Regions from separate parts of the Mus musculus genome. Here region 2 is linked to region 1. Evidence: chromatin contacts called from public promoter capture Hi-C data. All regions are on one chromosome and are shown on one strand. The core of a region is the stretch at or near the end of the contact, and the rest is flanking DNA. Distances in the headings are between cores, read along the strand shown.

Region 1 (3,142 bases), core at 614-3,113:
GAGTTTGACACCTGGGGTCCATACAACGTAAGAACCGATTCCTGAAAGTTGTCTTCAGATGTTCACACATGCTTGGTAGTGTGCCCACCAGTCTACACACACAAACACATATATACGCCATTTTTTTTTTAGAGATTTGTAGATTCAACACAATCTAAAAAAGAAGTTCTAGCTACTTAATAACAAATCTAATTCTATCGGTTGTATGCAAAGTCTAAAGCAGTGGTTCCCAACCTTCCTAGTGCTGCAACCCTTTGACACAGTTCTTCGTGTTGTGGTGACCCCCAACTGTAAAATTATTTTGTTGCTACTTCATAACCGTAATTTTGTTACTTGTATGAGTCATAATGTAAATATCTGATATGTAGCATGTGTGATATAAGACCCCTGGGTCTTTTGACCTCGCAAAGTGAAATTGAACACAGGATGAGAAAACTGCAGTGTTAAAGAGAAAGCTAAGTGGTTAAGAAATCTTGTTCTAGCAAGGGATTCCCCATTGGGTTCTCAGCACCCGTGGGGTTCACAAACATCAACTCAAGCTCAAGGGACTTACCGCCATCTTCTCCCCTCCGAGGGAACTAGGCATTATGTAATATGCATACAAAACATTCAAACATATAAAATACATAAATCTTAAAAATAAAGATTGTGCGGGAAGGGAAAACACATGAGACTGGTAAGTAGCACAGTTGGTATAGAGCCTTCTGAGGAGCAGGAAGAAGCCTTGGGTTCCTTTTGAAGCACTACATAAAGACAGAAATGGCTGACACATATCTTTAGTCTTTAATCGGGTGGTATTGCAGGTCTAGTTTCTCTGCGTTATCTTTAAGAGGTTCCGTACTTCGAGTTTCTTTCACTTTTTGAATTACACTCACTCTTGCGGTGAGTGAAAAAAGAAAGATCAGAAGTTCAAAGTTAACCCTCGGTAACACAGCGAGTTTAAGCATAGACTGAGTCATGAGTGTCTATCTCTAAAGAAAACAGTCAGCACACTAGAATAGGTCACACACACACACACACACACACACACACACACACGCGCGCGCGCGCACTATCATCTGACTGTAAAACTTTGTTTAAACTACAATAATAAAAGCAATCTACTCTGGAGAATGTTCTCAGCCCAGCATCTTTAATCAAAGCATTCCGGAGGCAGAGGCAGGATATCTGTGAGTGCATGCAAGGCCAGCCTGGTCTACAAAGAGAGCTCCGGAGGGAGCCAGGACTTCGTAGAGAGACCCTATTTCAAAAGCCAAAACAAATGTCCTATTTCACAATAAAAAGATAAAGAGAAAATTAGGAAATAAAGGTAAAAGAATACAGTTAGCTGTTTTTGACAAAGAAACAAAGAAAACTCAAGGAATTCCCTTCATTAATAAATATTAGTGAGCCACCTTAACATCTATATGTAAGAAATTAATAAAGGACTTTATAACTGTCACGAAAATTAACTCTAAGTGTATTCTAAACCTAAATAATGAAATGCGAAGTACAGAACCTCTTAAAGATAACTGAGACGAACTGGACTCACAACACTGCCTAAGAGCCCGTAACAAAGTGACGTCACCCGAAAAGGCGAGAGGGGCGGAGCCTCCTGCCACCGCGCTCTGCGCTCTACGCAAGCGCGGCCCGAGGGGCGGAGCTGACCAGAGCCGGGGCCCAGAACAGCGCTTCCGCTCCAGCCGCAAGGAGGCTCCACCAGACGGCCTCCCGGGGCTCAGCCCGCCTCTCCTCCCCGTCTGAGGACAGCAGCCCCTTGCTCACCATGGCGCGGCTTCCGATCTCGACTGCACTCTCCCCACAGGTCCTGGCAGCGGAGCTCGCAAGCGCGGCTCAAGTGGCACCTCGCTCAGCCTTAAAGGGGAACCCGGAGCATGGCGGCGAAAAACCCGCCTCTCGCCGCTCGGCAGCGCCCTTTATTGGACAGCTGGTCTGGCTGCTCTGAATGGCTAGCAAGGCCGGAGTGACAGGAGAGAGTGGAAGCGAAGAGACAAAGGCAGCCCAGCGGGTCCTTGTGGCCCGTGGCTTGTCCCCCGAGTACACACGTGAAGGAGTTTTCCTTTTAGGAACTTACTCCTGCCTTCCAGAGCTGGACCTGCCGTCTAGAGTCGTGCGTTCGCACTGTCCACTACACGCAATGGCTAGTATAGGGATCGCCGTGAATTTTTATACAAAAGGTTAATTTAAAAATTTTAATTGCATGTATTTAGTTAAAAGAAAAGTGTGGCAGAAGAACATGTGTCCCACAGAGCATGAGTGGAAGTTAAAGGGCAATTAGCTAGAGTTGATGGCCCCTTTGCACCTTATGGGTCCTGGGGATCGAACTCAATTCATAGGGTTTAGAAGCAAGCACCTTTACTCGCTGAGCCATTTCGCTTTTCCAAAAGTTGATTAAAAAAAAAAATTTAAGCGCAACTGTTATTTACTTTTGAAAGGGAGGTGGGGATAAAGAGACTGCCAAATTTAGAGACCAGTCTAGCTAGGTCCTGTAATCCCAGTACATGGGAGGCTGAGGCAGGAAAATCAGGCATCTGACAAGGCTACAGACTGGATTCAAGGCCAGTCTCAGAACAGAAACACACACAACACAGAAACACTCTGTAATACAATGCTTCCATAGCATGGTTGAAACCAGAGGTTGAATCTTGGGTACCCACCTCAAACTTGAAGGCAAAAAACTAATTACAGAAATAAATAAAAGGGCTGGAGGATAGGAGGTTAAAGAGTGTGTATTGCTCTTCCAGAGAACCTTAGTTCTCTTCCCAAGCTCACACATCTGTCAACTCACAACTGCCTGTAAATTCAGTTTCAGAGGAACTCATGCCTTCTACTTTTGCCCATGAAATAAAATGAAATCTAATAAGATACTTATCAATTGATACTGAGAGGTAAGAATGTGGGTTCATGGGCTGTGATGGCGCATCCCTTTAATCCCAGCGTTCCTGAGGCAGAGGCAGGTGGATCTCTGTGAGTACAAGGCCAACTTGGTTTATTTCAGCTGCCAACAAACTAATGCCAAGAAAATGAAGCTGGGCTTGGGGGCAAGGGACTGTAACCTCAGAACTTCAAAGACTGAGGCAGAGCTGGCCTGAGCTATGGAAATACCCTAAACTAAAATTGTTCAAACATCTCAAACATACTC
Region 2 (3,351 bases), core at 355-2,854, 4.3 Mb before region 1:
AGTCTTGAGGCCCAAAAGTGAGTCCCTCAGAATTTCTCATCTTCCTTTTAGCTCATCCCTCTCCTGACTGCTCCAGATCACCATGCCTCTTGAGTGACTCTGATCTTTCTCTCTGAAGATTCATCTGGTCTCCTTTCCCCATCTCCCACCCGGATCACGGTTCCCTCAGGAGCCCCTACACTGGGGGCTGGACGTGGTGCCCCATCCAGAAATGAGGCAGCTGGTGCCTGCAGCGACACAGTGTGGGGACAGGGTGAGTGGCTGCACAGCTCGGGTAAAGAAGACGGGAGACGACATCTTCACAAGCATTATGTCATTCCGGTGGTCTTTGTTGGGGAGGCTGTTGTTGAAGTCGGGGTGGGGGAAGGACTCAGTGGCCATCCGCCTCTGCTCACAGCCGTCTGTCTTCTCTAGATTGTGCTCTCCAAGGAGGATCACGTAATGGCTGAGGTGGGAGAGATGTGGTCAGAGGTAGAAAGGTAGGGGGACAGGGCAGGGGTGGGGAGGGAGAGATGATGAATTGTGCCTTGTGAACACCCAGACCCATCTACCATCACTCGCTCCTTCATCCTCATCCTGACTAAGGCCATCATCTATTCTAAGACCACCTCATTCCTTTGTCATCAACTCAACTAGATCCCCATCATACAAACTAATGCCACTCCATCCCCAAACCCTCTATCTTCATACCAACCAGGCCTCCGTCATACACACTAATGCTACTTTACCCTCTCCAGTCTGATCATCCATGCTAACACCACACCATCCCCAACCCCTCCACCCACTGCTGCCACCCCCACACGTTCTCTCTGGACCCAGCCCCTCTCTCCATTCATCTCTCCATCTCCAGCCCCCTCCCAGCCCCGCCCAGCCCCGCCCCAGCCCCCGCACCCACGGCTTGCGGCAGTGGGCTGCTGTCAGGAGCCATTTGGGGGCGATGAGGGTTGCCCCACAGAGAAGCCGTGTCTTCTGAAAGAGGGCCACCTGCCATGGCTGTGAGTGAGGCCTGCACTCATAACCCTTGATGATCCTCGTCTCTCCCCCTACGTGCCCTGAAGGGGGCAAAAGATGAAGTACAAGCATAAGAGGGGGTAGGCTGGTAGAGAGACCCCAGAAATGAAAGTAAGCAAAAGAATAGCTGTTCTCATTCTTAGCTGTCACGTGCTGGCATAAGACTATACTTCCAGGTCATTAGTGGCTGTCCTAAGATTTTGAGGGGACCCAACCCCCACCCCCATTCCTCCTCTTAGTCCCACTTGATTATGCCTGGTATAGCTCAGACTACTTCATGGGGGTGATCTCCAAGCAGGTGTCACTGTAGCTGGGGGGCCTTAGAAGTAGAATAGGGAGCCCCCCTTCCCTCTAAGCCCCACCGTACCTGTTACCAGAGCAAGTGCAATGAGTCGGAGAATCATCCTGGCCTGGAGTAGGGCAGGGCGGGCGCCAGGTTCCCCTGGGGACAAGGAGGGAGGTCTAATCACTTTAAGAGGCGATCAGAATGCTGGCTTTTGGGTTTTCTTCTTTCCTTCACCTGTTGGGTCTCTCTGCTTCTCTGACTACCTGCCTCCTTCCCCCAGGGGAACCTCCTGGTTCTCACACCAATCCCCAAGCCTGTAAGAAAAGCCTTGTGCTTCCAGAGTGGCTTGGATCTAGGCTAGCAGCTTCCTGGATATTGAGAACAACAAAACAGCTGGGAGGGGCTTTGTTGGGCAAGGCTCCTGGCTCACTCAGGTTGAGCTGCTCGGAGAAGGAAGACCCCGGGAGAAAATCTTAGAGAATATTTTTCTTTTTCTTTACATGAGAACCTGGCTTGTTCCACAACTGGGAGCCCCACAACTGGGAAGACAAGGGGGAAGGGGCTAACTACTGGGTAAGGACCTCATTTTTGATGTCCCAACATGTAGAATATTAGGGACCTGTGAGGTCTGTCCACAACCAGTGAAGTCTCTCCCTCCACCTTGCTGAACTCCAGTGAAGGACAGCTGGACTGGGCTGGGTGTGGTTGGCTAAGGGACAGCTGGTGCCTACAGCTGCCCTGGCTGGCGGGGGTGGGAGAGAAGGGCAGGACGAAGCCACCTGAGGGGACGGACTGGACGGAGGTCACTGAGTTTGGGGGCAGCAGTTTAGAGGTGAGAGATACAGAGGGAAGCAGAGTGTGGCTTCAAGTCCCTCCCCATCTTCCAAGGACATCTTCAAGAGGGGGAAAATGCATGCTGGGACAGAAGAGGCCTAGCTTCTAGGATGGCAGTCTTCTGGAATGGGTGGGGGTGGGGGTGGGGGTGGGGATGAGGGTGGGGGTGGGAGAACCTTCCCTTCTCTCCTGGATTCATTCCTGGGCTCTGGGGATGGGAACTCTAAAGGGTGCGGTTGACACTGCAGCAGGCTGGGTCTGAGCACCTGGGGAGAAGGCAGGCAGGCAGGCAGGCAGAGGGCTTGGCCTCCGGAAGGGGGGCCGCTGGGATGACTGGGCTTCTAATCCTGCCTTATTGCCCTGGGAGAGAGCTGTGTGTGGGCCCTCCCAAGGCAGCCTTGGGGTCTGGGAGACAAGATATCACTTGTCTGAGCCCCTCTTCTCCCTGTGGTCTCCTCTTCTTGTAGGTATACCCTTTTTTTTTCCAGCAGGTCTCAGAGTCTCGGGCCCCCACATCCCTCTCTCCCCTCTGTGTGTGTGATTTTGGTCTCTGCCTCTAGGCTTCTGTCCCTGCTTGTCTTTGGATCCTTGTTTCCTCTTGTCACAGCTTTTTGTCCCTACAACCCCTTTCTAGGCCTCCCATTGTGCCTGTCTCTGTCTCCTCTCTAAGGCCTCCATTGCTCTCTCTCCTCCTGTGGGCCTCTCCCTTCTCACAGCCTAGGCCCAGCGGGCCCCTTGGCCTCCTTTGGGCCCTCCCTTCTCCTTTCCAAAGAGGGGGGAATCTGGGGCGTCATAGAGGTGGGGCTGCTTGCCTGGTGAAGGGGCAGGGACAGGACGGTGGGGGAGGCAGGTCAGGGCCTGTGACAGCCATGGCTCAAGAAAGGAGAGAGAAACCTCAGCGGGTGTGCCAGGAGCCCCAGGGCTCCTATGTGGGCCTCCTTTCTCTGCTGACCCTTCCCCGGCCCCCCTGGTCTTCACTGCCCAGGCCTCCGGCACTTACTGGTTTCTGTAGATAATTTCCAGTCACTCTTCAGCCTCCTCATTAGATAGCTTCAGGTTTGAAGCCTCAGTTCTCCTAGCTTATGTTTTCATTTAGATTTTTCTTCCATGGGCCTCCTTCGCCTTACTTCCCTAGTCAGATGTGGGACAAGGCGGGGTAGGCCCAGGCTCTGCCAGCAGCCTACTGTGGCCTCAAACCCTACGGGCTCTGCCTCTTCCTA

What was found. Promoter capture Hi-C pulls out the DNA fragments that hold promoters and counts their contacts.
Region 2: a promoter capture Hi-C map of liver shows a contact between it and region 1, with 4 times the contacts expected there. The contact joins the promoter of Klk11 here to the promoter of Zfp619 in region 1. A contact is called at or near these places in 2 of 39 promoter capture datasets (cranial neural crest and liver).

The regions. Positions count from the first base shown.
Region 1 is chr7:39,516,487-39,519,628 of GRCm38.p6, reverse strand. It overlaps Zfp619 (zinc finger protein 619), which reads right to left and starts at 1,863. Exons shown (of 4, transcript NM_001004139.2): 1 at 1,765-1,863. The coding sequence starts at 1,767.
Region 2 is chr7:43,774,582-43,777,932 of GRCm38.p6, reverse strand. It overlaps Klk11 (kallikrein related-peptidase 11), which reads right to left and starts at 1,604. Exons shown (of 5, transcript NM_019974.2): 1 at 1,379-1,604; 2 at 896-1,052; 3 at 180-445. The coding sequence starts at 1,415.